Regions from separate parts of the Sus scrofa genome. Here region 1 is linked to region 2. A link is a contact called in public Hi-C data. All regions are on one chromosome and are shown on one strand. The core of a region is the stretch at or near the end of the contact, and the rest is flanking DNA. Distances in the headings are between cores, read along the strand shown.

Region 1 (5,979 bases), core at 591-3,090, 220 kb before region 2:
TTCATCCCCAGGGGACGCCTCTACGCCCCATCTCCGGGACTTTACTAGCGTCCTTTTCATTAAGACCCTCCCGGACGCCTCTAGCCACTCCGTGTCGTCACCTGAAGAGGCACAGTAAGACACTCTAAGACCCTCCATTACCCCCACCCTAAAGTTCCCCCCGCGGCCTCTCTATCCTCTCACTCTACGACCCCAATGGACTTCTATCCCCTAGGCCCTTCTGTAACCCCCGAGCCCCTCAATTCCACGCTTCCCCCGCCCAGGGTCCCCCGGCCGCGCTCTCACAGTTCCGGATGTCGGAGATGAACACCGCGAGCCCCCGCATCCCATCGCCCTTGGACACGGCCGGCATGATGGCGGTGGTGTCGGCTCCAGGCCTGGCCGGGCAGGGCACAGCGCAGCGGGGGCTGGCAGGCGGGGACCTGAAGGAAAGGACCCCAAGCAGCGCCGAGGAGCCTAGCCGGCCAAGGGGGAGGGCGGGCTGGCGGGCGGGCGGGCGGGCAGGCAGGCCGCGTCTCCGCCCCCGGTCCCTCCCCTCCCAGCCGCCATCCTGAGCTCTCAGCTGCCCATTGGCTCGAATTACTGCCGTTCAGGCGCGGGTTCATCCCCACTCCCTCTCTCATTGGTGGCAGGACAAAGGTACGCCGTTACGATTGGTCCAGCACCCCCGTATTTCCGTTCGGGAGAGCGGGGTCGGGGCGTTGCTCGAGAGACGGGCGGAGTTAGGTTACGTACAGTTGGACCGCCCCCTCCGCGCGGCCGGGGCCAATACTGATTGGATCCGGTCGCTCTCCTAGAAGGGAGGGATTGACGTGAGGGAGGGCGGGGGGAGCGGGCTTGAGGAGGCGGGACTTGTGGTGACTGAGGCCAATAGATGGGCAGATCGCCCCCGCAGGCGTTGGGGATTTGCCCGACCTGTCCTACTCCCCCCCCGATTGGGCTGTTATGGGGGCGGGAGGAGAGCCACGATCCGTAGAGAACGAAGGAGAACGGGGGTTGTCGCTCAGCTGGGCTGGGATAGGTGGAGCAGCGCCTGCAATTCCCTGCTGCAGAGAAGGGGTTGGGAGGGGCAGGAGAGCGTGAGGTGTTTACTGCGCAAGCGTCGTTCTGATCCTCTTTCTCCCTACTCTTCACCACGCATTACTCCTTAAATCTTCCCGGAAGACGTTCCTTACCCCTTGTCTAGCGGCCAAGATGTTGGGACCTAATTTGTCCGGAGACCGAGTGTCTCAGAGCGGAGGAAACACTAATTCAAGTCTAGTCGCATTAAGCAGAGGTTAAAACTGAGGTCCAGAGAGGTTGAATGACTTGCCCAAGGTCACACAGCTCAGAAACGGCAGAGCCTGGGTTTAAAGTATATTTTGGCATTTAACCACTTGTTTTGCTTTTTAGGGCCGCACTTGTGGCATAGGGAAGTTCCTAGGCTAGGGGTGGATTCAGAGCTGGAGCTGCCAGCCTACACCACAGTGATGGAGGATCCAGGGGCCCTCTGTGACCTACACCACAGTTCCCAGCAATGCCAGATCCTTAACCCACTGAGCGAGGCCAGGGATGGAACCTGCATCCTCACGGATACTAGTTGTGTTGTGTGTGTGTGTGTGTGTGTGTGTGTTTAGAGCCGCACTGGCAGCATATGGAGGTTCCCAGGCTAGGGGTCGAATCAGAGCTACAGCTGCCAGCCTACACCACAGCCGCAGCAATGTCAGAGCTGAACGCATCTGCAGCCTACACCACAGCTCACGGCAACACCGGATCCTTAACCCCCTGAGCAAAGCCAGGAATCGAACCTGCAACCTTATGGTTCCTAATCGGATTCGTTTCCGCTGCGCCACGATGGGAACTCCAATAGTTGTGTTCGTAACCTGCTGAGCCACAGTGGGAACTCTGACATTTAACTGTTTTCCAATTATGCAATGCCTTTTTTCTTTTCTTTGCAACCACACCACCAGTAAACACACCAAATCAAAACTGTGAGTCTCTCCACCAAACTTGGAGCTCCTCAACCAGAAGGGGACTGACGAACGTTGCTAAAAGGAATGGGGGGATCTGCTATGTTTGGCCCAACCACCACCCCTTGGCGCCCCGGAGACTTTCTTTGGTTGACAGGCTTTTGGGAAGGCAAAGCCTCCCGGAACTCTAACACCCTGGGCTATTGAGAAATTTGGGGCAAAGGGAACTGGAAGAGTCCATTCTGTCACCTCGAGGAACTCAGCCCTGCCAGCCTCTTCCAACCTCAGAACTCGAGTATTCTTGGAATGAGCCTTGGGAGAGAGTCCTGCATGCTGGGAACATCCACTCTGAATCCTGGGGGGATGGGGAGAGCGAGAAGAGCCCACCTTCCAGGTTCGGTGGATCTGGCCATTCGGGTTTCCAGGAATGGGGCTTGGGAAAGTCTATTCTGGATTCTAGGAGGACAAATATTGCTCAGATGTTTCAGTGAGCAAGGACAGTCCATTCCTAATATGGGCGTGTGGGGTGCGTGTGGCGGGGGTGCTGTCTGCCTTTAAAGAACATTAAAAACAGCAACAAGGAGTTCCCATTGCAGCTCAGCGGTAATGAAACTGATTAGTATCCATGAGGATGTGGGGTCCAGCCCTGGTCCCATTCAGTGGGTTAAGGATCCAGTGTTGCCATGAGCTGTGGTGTAGGTCACAGACATGGCTCAGATCTGGTGTGGCAGTGGCTGTGGCACAGGCCGGCAGCTACAGCTCTGATTTGACTCCTAACCTGGGAACTTCCATAAGCCGAGGGTGTGGCCCTAAAAAGACCAAGAGAGAAAAAAAGCAACAACAAATTCTTGGACTAGGAGTTGGGAAAATTTCTTTTTAGGGAAGATGCATCACAAGGGACTGGAGGAGTCCTTTCATTATGAGGGAGGAAGAAGTTTCTACCTGAGGATAACACCTTTAAATAATGGGGTTGGAACTGGTCTGCTTTTTGAGGAATGGTAAGAGAGACATCCAGAGTCTGAAGAAGAGGAACCATGAGGTTGCGGGTTCGATCCCTGGCCTTGCTCAGTGGGTTAAGGATCTGGCGTTGCCGTGACCTGTGGTGTAGATGGCAGACGCAGCTCGGATCCTGCATGGCTGTGGCTGTGGCGTAGGCCGGTGGCTACAGCTCTGATTAGACCCCTAGCCTGGGAACCTCCATATGCCGTGGGAAGCGGCCCTAGAAAAGACAAAAAAACAAAAAAACAAAAAAAAAAAAAAAAAAAGGAACTAGAGTCCAAAGAACAGGAAAATTCTGTTCCTAAGGAAGAAGACAAAGCCACCCTCTTCACATCCTTAATTCTCCACCAACCTCTCACCACTACCTCCAGCCCTTCACTCAGACCCTCCAGGAGCCAGAGAGCATTAATTCTAGGTTTTGTTGTGGGAGAAGGAAGTCCTCATTCTTCCAATCACGGGTAGAGGGGGGAACTCAGTCTCTCCCAACCTCCTCTAGGGCTCCAGAGTTAGCTAAAACTTTTATTTTATTTTATTTTATTTTATTTTGTTTTTTTTAGGGCCACACCCCCGGCATATGGAGGTTCCCAGGCTAGGGATCGAATTGGAGCTACAGCTGCCAGCCTACAGCACAGTCACAGCAACTCGGGATCTGAATCGCGTCTGTGACCTACACCACAGCTCAGGGCAATGTAGGATCCTTAACCCACTGAGCAGGGCCAGGGATCGAACCCGCAACCTCATGGTTCCTAGTCGGATTCGTTTCCGCTGCACCACGATGGGAACTCCCTAACCCATAAAATTTTTAACCCAATATTTAATCCATACACCCACATATGATCGTGTCAACATACTTGACATTCTTATTTTCCTAAGTTTTTGGAATCTGGTGTTTTCTACATAGAGCACATCTCAGTTGAGACTCGGCAAGTCACAAACTCAGCAGCCACAGGGCATTATTGGATGGCAGAAAATTATAAGATGGGATTGGAGCAAGACCATTCTGGGGTTCAGGGGCTGACCTATTGCTAAATTTTAAGACCAGGCCATGTAGAAGTTCATGTGAGTGTCCAGATGAGGTTGAGGCAAGGCTTCCTTGGGTTTTTTGTTTGTTTGTTTTATTTACTTTTTTATTTTGTTGTCTTTTCTAGGGCCGCACCCGAGGCATATGGGGGTCCCCAGGCTAGGGGTCTAATCAGAGCTGTAGCCGCCTGCCTACACCACAGCCACAGCCATGCAGGATCCGAGCCACGTCTGCCACCTATACCACAGGTCACGGCCACGCTGGATCCTTAACCCACTGAGCGAGGCCAGGGATCGAACTGCAACCTCATGGTTCCTAGTCGGGTTCGTTAACCACTGCGCCATGACAGGAATTCCAAGGCTTCCTTGGTTTTAAGATGGACCATAAAGAGGGAACCCTAGGAGCCCCTTGAAGAGCTCAGGGGTTGAAACACAAAAGCTTCTAAGACTTTGACCAGCACAAATCAATTCCTGATTTTCTCTAGAAAAACTGGAGTCAGCCCCCTCCTCATTAATCACCAGACACTCTTGCCAGCTCCCCTCCGTGTCTTCACCCCAAACCAAAGCCAGAATGCACCCCGAAGCCAGCCACCTCCTCCCATCGCCACAGCCTCCCTCTGTACAGGCCACCACCACTGTCATCTTTTGCCTGGAACCTTGCAGCAATGTCCCTGGCCTTTCTCCCTGCTCTATCCCGGCCACTCAGGGTGCTTTTTGCCATATCAACCAGCCGCGCCCTTCCCCAGCTTAAACACAGCAGCCACCTGGCCTCCTCTTGGCCATTGAGACCTTCCAGAACCATTCCTGTTCCCTGCCGACCCCAGCTTTCCCCATGGCTTGCTCAGCCTTCAGGTCTCAGTACCACGTCCCCCCTTTAGCAAGAACTTCTGGATTAAGGGGTTTTTTGTTTTTGTTTTTTGGTCTTTTTGCCTTTTCTAGGACTGCATCTGTGGCATATGGAGGTTCCCAGGCTAGGGGTTCCTAGTGAGATTCATTAACCATGGAGCCACGACAGGAACTCCCAGATTAAGGGGTTTAAAGCCACCACTCCCTGTTTTGCTTGAACACATTATAAAAGTTTTTTGGTTTTTTTTTTTAATGTATCTTAGCTTGGAGTTCCCTCATGGCTCAGCGAGTTAAGGATCCAACTGCTATGGCCCTGGTCACAGCTGCGACATGGGTTTGATCCCTGGCCTAGCCATGGGTGTGGCCAAAAAAAAAAAAAAAAATACACATTACTGTGTATAAAAGAGATAGGAGTTCCTGTGGCGGCACAGGGGTAACAAACCCGATGGGTATCCATGAGGGGTTTGATCCCTGGCCTCGCTCAATGGGTTAAGGATGTGGGGTTGCCGTGAGCTATGCGGTAGGTCACAGATGCGGCCCAGATCTGGTGTTACTGTGGCTGTGGTGCAGGCTGGCAGCTGCAGCCTCAATTCAGCCCCTAGCCTGGGAACCTCCATATGCCTTGGGTGCAGCCCTCAAAAGACTGAAAAAAAAAAAAAAAAGAGAGAGAGAGAGAGATAAAAAATAAGGCACAGGGAACTATATTCAATATGTTGTAATAACCTATAATGGAAAAGAATCCGAAAAATAATATATATGAATAACTGAAACATTGTAAATCAAATAGATTTCAATTAAAAAAATTTTTTTGTTTGTTTGTTTTTGGTTTCCAGGCCAGGGGTCGAATCAGAGCTATAGCCGCTGGCCTACACCACAGCCACAGCAACGCAGGATCCAAGCTGTGTCTGCGACCTGCACCCACAGCTCACGGCAACACCGGATCCTTAACCCACTGAGTGAGGCCAGGGATCAAACCCTCATCCTCTTGGATACTAGTCAGATTTATTTCCACTGCGCCACAATGGGAACTCCACCCCTACCAGGTTATTTTAAAGCAAGCTCCCCTCATCATATCATTTCATCCCTATCAGCCAGTTTCTTCTCTAACATTTCACTAGGAGACATTTTAAATATACAGAAAGTCAAAACAATTATACAGCAAACA
Region 2 (6,146 bases), core at 3,222-5,721:
CACATGGGCAAGTGTTGAAAGGTGTCAGGGGCTGTGTGCCCTCTAACCCTTGCCCAGGCAGATCCAACAGGCCATGTCTCATTCTCACGAAGCACCAGAACTTCAGAAATTCCATTTTCTCTAATGCCCAACAGGCCTTCGAGTGTCTCCTGTGCAGGTTTCCTCACAGCCCAGCACAAAACCTGAAGAGGCCATGGCCCAGGAGGGACTGGTCTGGAAGGTTGGCAACGCCATACTTTGCAGCTGAATTGGGGAGACAAGTGCATGCAAGCTGGGCCACAAGAGGCCAGCCACGCAGGCCATTTCTGAGAAATACCAATCCCGCAGGCCAGTCAAATTCCTTGGCAAGGACCGTCTCTGCCAAGACCACCTTCCAGGGAGGGCAGGTTCTAATCCCCCATTCGTGGGAAGAGCACAGCCAGCTTCATTCTTCTGCCTTCCCCTCCCTGCCAAGGGCTTTGCTCCCTGGGGCCTGCCTCCACAGCAGACACACACTGCAAAGACGCCGAAGTCCTTCAAAAATAATTTATTAGTTCGGGATCACAATGTATAGGGGAGATGCCCTGTGACCCTTTGGCTGCACCTGTTTCCACAGCACCTTTGCGCAAGAGCCCCCGACTCACGCTGCCTGGCCAGGCAGCCTCTCACCCCCTAACAGCTGCAGAGTATGGTATCCGCCCGCCGGAAGGTTTAACAGATGCCCTGGGCACAAGTGGAGGCCCTTCCTCTTGGTTCACTCCTGCCAACAACACTGCACCTGCACAGCCCTCGGCCCTGTACTTCTAGAAAGGCCTTTCTCGACCAGCAGTAAACAAGGCCCCTTGGCTACACCCAGGCTCCTAAGCTCCAGGCTGCCCGTGGCCCCTGGAGGTCCCCCACATCCTAGGGTGGCGATGGAGGAAGGGCAGGCCAGGCGACGCATGAAGAATAAACAGTCAATTTTATTGTGCTCAGACTAGGAATCCATGGGTCTTGAGGACCTCCGTGAACCTGTCGATCTTCTTCTCTACGTTCTTTTCCGCCTGCTTCCGCAGCCTCTGTGGAGCGAATGACACCATCAGCAGCTGCTCCCTGGGACACCCCCAACCCCCAGAGCCCAATCTCACTTTCCAGAGCCTCCCACCCCACTGGTGGTGGGCAGAGCCTTCCAAGGGCACAGAGCCCACTTTTTCTAGCTGCCTGATCCTGCTGGGAACGTGACGCCCCTCCTGCTCCAGCCCCGTGCCCTCACCATGAGCTGCTTCTTCTTGCGGTAATGGATCTTGGCCTTCTCCTTCCTCTTCTCCTCCAGGGTGGCTGTAACTGCCTGGTACTTCCAGCCAACCTCATGAGCCAGGCGTCCCAGGTAGGCGAACTGAGGGGAGGGGAAGGGGGAGCAAAGCTGTAGGAGGAGACCAGGATAACCAGGGAGGGATTGGGGAGAGGCCTCAGCTCAACCCCCCAGGGCTCCCCGCTCCTCCTGGCATCAGCTGAGCCATTGGCAGTATCGGCACCGTGGCATCCGCAGACCATCGTGAGAAAAAGCCATCATCTGCCAGTCTTAGGCCCTGGCGGGCACACCCCACACGACACCCAGGTGCCCAAGCTGTCACTCAGCAGGACCAGAGAACTCACCTTCCGCGTAGGCTTCAGACGCACCACCTTGAGGGCGGCAGGCACCACCATGCGCTTTTTCTGTTAGAGAAGGAGAGGGGCTTAAGGGACCTGGTGTGAGGGACAGACAGGGAGGAAGGCTGGCGAGGGCGGGCGTCTCAGCCAGTGCTGTTTTCATGAGGATCAAACAATGTAGGTAATCGCGGAACATCACGGACGCTGGAGCCACGGCTGCTGCTGCTGCGGGAGCTGGGCCTCGCTCACCTTGTCATAGGGTGGCGGGATCCCATCGAACACCTTGAGACGGTCCAGGGCGGCCTGCCCTCGCTTGGTCTTATGGGGCAGCATGCCTGGGGGCAGAGGACAGCGGGCCTGCTCAGCGGGCCGTGCGAGGACCCTGCCGCAGCGAGGTGGGCAGGCAGGCAGGTGGGTGGCCTCAGATGGTAGTGCATGTCCAAGTCATATCATGGCCAGAAGCTCGAACACAAGTGGGAAAGTCATCACTGGCCACCTGCCCTGTCACCCCCCCACCCTCAGGCCCAGCTCACCTCGCACCGTCCGCCAGAAGATGCGGCTGGGGGCTCGGAAGTGGTAGGGGCCTCGGGACGGGTTGGTATTCATGCGCTTGCGGAGGAAGGCCAGGTACTTCACTGTCAGAGAGGAGCATGTCTAAGTTGCAGTCGGACGCCGGACGCCAAGTCCCCCCAGGGCACAACCATTAGTACCGGGCCTGTTTGGATCAACTGCCAACGGGACTACTTTTGGAGCCAGTGAAGCCTGAGAAGCCCACAGCCCAACCCTCTCCAGCCCTCTTTGCAGGCCCTAACTTACGTTTGTTTCTGTAAAAATTGCCAGAAATGTTGATGCCCTCACAGCGCACAACCACCACCTTCCGGCCTAGAGTGAATGGAAAACCAGGCGTCAAGGAGGGGAAAGGTTAAGGACCCGCCTGTTACCCAGGACCCTGAAAGAAAGGAGACCCCTTCCTGCCTGAAACTGGCCACAGTGCACAGGGCAGGCGGGGAAGTCTCCTGCCCAGTCACAGAGCACTACTCGGCAGAACGTTCAATCTGTTGGACCCACAGAAAAATGTCTGAACGCAGAGCCCCCAACCCGGGAGGGGAGGCGGCTGGCAGGTCTCAGAGCGGTGCATGGGGTTGATCTCATGGTCGTGAGACTCAAACGAAAGATGGTGATTGTTGCTCATCACTGACCTTGGAGCTCAGATCCAGGGGAGCTGTGGACCAAGGGCAGACTTACCCAGAAGTACCTGCTTGGCCACAATGGCCGCCAGGCGGCCCAGGAGATGGCCTCGGCCATCGAGCACCAGCACCTGCTGGAGATAGGATGAGAGGGCTCAGAGGCGCCCACAGCCTGCCTTGACACCCCCACCTCCATCATTCCTTCCTACGTGTTCATTTCACCCGCTTCCCAGGGTGCCTGCTAAGCTGGCATGAGACCCAAGGTTCCCTTTACAGATGAGGCCAAGAAGGTCAACAACTAACTCAGGATCCTGGTGAGTGAGCTAAGATACCAAAGAGTTCCCCTCCAGCTTGCTCAATTGGCAGGAATTTCTGTACTCAGATTACGTTTGATGGTAAAAGAAACTACAATGCGAACCAACCGTGGCCACACTGAGCATCCAGGGAGAACGTGGGACCTGGATGCAAGCTGTAAAATCTTGACAGAATCCCATCCCGTCCCTATCTCAAAGGGTTGCTGCATGAATGTCAAAGCGAAGAAAACCAAGGTTCAGGGTGGGTGATGCGAGACAAAAAAACCCATGCTGGCCCTGTGTCTCCGAGTGTGAACTGGTCAACTGCTTAATCCATGGCTTGTCAAGAGTCAAAGTCCCCGTATCAGGTGCTTGCTATACAAGTTGGGATTGTTGAAAAGCAGCGTAAAAGGCTACCGACGCTAAAGCCAGATTCCCTGCCAATGTGACTTTGATCAATCAGAACCCTCCAATCTCCAATACCAGCCTCAGGAACACTGCGATAAATTAAACGAATTACACAAAACATAACGCAAGCTGTGCCAGACACCGTAAAAGCCGGGACGCATGTTCTGAGAACCCTATCATATGCCTGGCTCCAAACTTGGTTTTCCCTCCCTAACCATAGACCCATCACGTGCAGACCCCCTCCAGAACCATCCTCCTTTTATTATCCAAGAAGTCACACAAAGAAATCAGGCAGTCAGAGCACGGCTGCTGCTGCCTTCCTTGAGGGCCTCCAGGTGCTTAAGGGCAAAAGATGTGGAGAGCGGTAGAACATTCCATCCCAGTCCTCAGCACCAGCAGGACTCCATCAACCCCGAAGCAGAGGGACAAAAACCAGTTGGCTCCCGCATGCCCTGTAGGCAGTTTTCTCAATCCACTGCAAAAGATTTCCTGCCAAAATACCCACAGTTGGGGAAGAACCCAGGAGGCCGAAGGAACCCACGGCTCTGGCCGGGCCTAAGTACCCTCCATTTTGGCCAATCCTCTGCCGCCGCGGGGCGGCCTTCCGCGTGCTTCCCCAGCGCTGGGGACACAAGGGTCTACTTGGGCCAAGAACAAGGTAAACGAGACCTAGTTTTTAAGTATCCTTTCTTGTGCTGAAGGCCCTAACACGGCTCCTCAAGGGAAGAACGACGCCGCATCCTGGCCAGCCCAGAACGCAAAAGCCATCTTAAATAGCCGTTTTGGACTCCTCTTACCCTAATGGCTTTCTGTTTTGGTCAGTTATCGATCCTAAATTCCTTCCACAGCACACTTGCGGGGGAAAAGAGGTCCAACCTCGGCCCGACCTGCACGACCCCGACCCCACGCCGCCCCAGCCCGCGCGGAGCCGATACCTGCCCCTCCGCCATCTTCGGCAGCTGCCTGGGAAAGAAGGAACTCTTGGCGCAGGGTTTCTTATCCCTTGAAACAGGGGCGGAAGAAGTGACGCAACAAAGGCCGTTTCCCGTCTTTTCATTGGCCAGAGTGTCGAGCGCGTGCGCAGAAAGGCCCCACTGCAAGGCGGGTCTTCTTCTGGCTGACCAATCAGTGTCGTTCCCATCCGACCTGGGCGTCCACGGCTATACCGGGAGAGATCGCATTGGGGTAGGGGGCGGCCCTGCTGGGGCGGGGCCCTCCAGCCTCCGCCCCGGTATTTCTGAGGGGCTAGCAATCCTCGCGCGAGCTGCCCGCGGGGTTTGCAGAAAGCGGGGTGGGCCCAGGGCTGGAGGCGAGCGCCGGGAAGGCGGGAGGAGAGAGGCAGTTACTCCCTAGAGCAATGACTGGCTGCTGGGCGCGTGGTGGCAGCTCTCAGTCTAGGCTTAGAGATCTGGATTCCGGTGCCTGTTTGGCTTCCTTGCGACCTGGCCAAATCCCTGGCCGTATCTGGGCCTCAGCGTCCCCATGTGTCAAGCAGATGGAGCTAATCTTCCCGATGAGGTCTCATGTTTGAAGGCATGACTTCTGGATGCCTGAGTGCCCCACAATGAGCTTCGGACTCTCTGGACAAAGCTTTTGCTTTGGCTGTGCCACTCGGCTGGGATGGCCTCCCCTCCACCCCACCTTCTAAGATGCGGCCTGAGTTCTTTGCTCCAGAGAGCCTCCATGATAGCTCAGGCTGGCTCAGGTCCCTTCTCTGGGCTCCCACAGTTGCCTATACCGCTTCCATTAGAGCGTGTGTAATCCTGTACTCAGGGCCCTCTGTGTCCCTGTCCTCTCCAGGGACCAGGAACCCTGAGAGGGCTGGTCCCAACCTCTGGGCCCCCAGGAACCTCAGAAAGTAGGTCCTGAATGAAACGTTGCCTTAACTGCAAAACCAACACCCAAACCCAAACTGCGCCATCCACACCCTGTCCCCTCACAGACAGGCCAGGCTAGAGCTGGCAGAAAAGAATGATTTATATACAGTTTCCTGGGGCTAAGGGCTTTGTACAGAGGGGGGAAGGTGGGGCCGGGGTCGGGTGCTGGCGTTGCCTCCATCCTGGGGAGACAGTAACAGGGGCAGCGTGGCCAAGGAAGGGACCAGTCTCTAACTGATTTCCTCCAAGTTCCGCTCTGTGTCCTCTGGCAGGTGACTCCTCTCTCTGGGCCTCGGCGTCTTCCTCTGTAAAACGGGATGGTAGATGACTCGTGGGCTGTCTGAGGCTCCACGGTCAGAGGAGAAGAAGGCCCATGCTCAGGGCTCAGCACAGACTCGGGGCCCCAAACAGCTCCATTCACAGTGAGCTCTCACTGTGTGTTGCGGCAGCCCTGTCCAAGAGGACTCTCTGCAATGGTGGAAGCATTTTAGTTCTGTGCTCTCCAGTACGGCCATGGTACTGACCTCATGTGAATGCTGGGGACACCTCAAAAAGAAAAAAAAAAAAATTCCCTTGTGCATGGCACATTGGGTTAAGGGTCTGGGGCTGTCACTGCTGTGGTGCCGGTTCAATCCCTGGCCCAGGAATTTCTGCATGCCACGGGTGCAGCCAAAAAAATAAAGAAAACTTTATCTTTACTTTTAAAAATATGTGGCTACTAGAAAATCGAAAGTCACACGTGTGGAGGAGCTCCTGTTGTGGTGCAGTGGGTT

The links. Hi-C and Micro-C count contacts between places; a contact is called where the count stands out from the background.
Region 1: a Hi-C map of liver shows a contact between it and region 2, with 9 times the contacts expected there. The contact joins the promoter of TSKS here to the promoter of RPL13A in region 2. A contact is called at or near these places in 1 of 5 promoter capture datasets (fetal liver), 3 of 47 Hi-C or Micro-C datasets (embryonic fibroblasts, liver and skeletal muscle) and 1 of 2 datasets of contacts at active chromatin or transcription factors (alveolar macrophages).

The regions. Positions count from the first base shown.
Region 1 is chr6:54,781,072-54,787,050 of Sscrofa11.1, reverse strand. It overlaps TSKS (testis-specific serine kinase substrate), which reads left to right and starts at 1,840. Exons shown (of 11, transcript XM_021094752.1): 1 at 1,840-2,343. AP2A1 (AP-2 complex subunit alpha-1) reads right to left here and starts at 514. Exons shown (of 23, transcript XM_021094760.1): 1 at 286-514. The coding sequence starts at 352.
Region 2 is chr6:54,563,118-54,569,263 of Sscrofa11.1, reverse strand. RPL13A (ribosomal protein L13a) reads right to left here and starts at 4,471. Exons shown (of 8, transcript NM_001244069.1): 1 at 4,432-4,471; 2 at 2,854-2,926; 3 at 2,425-2,490; 4 at 2,142-2,243; 5 at 1,858-1,943; 6 at 1,615-1,674; 7 at 1,232-1,354; 8 at 512-1,037. The coding sequence starts at 4,446. The coding sequence ends at 951.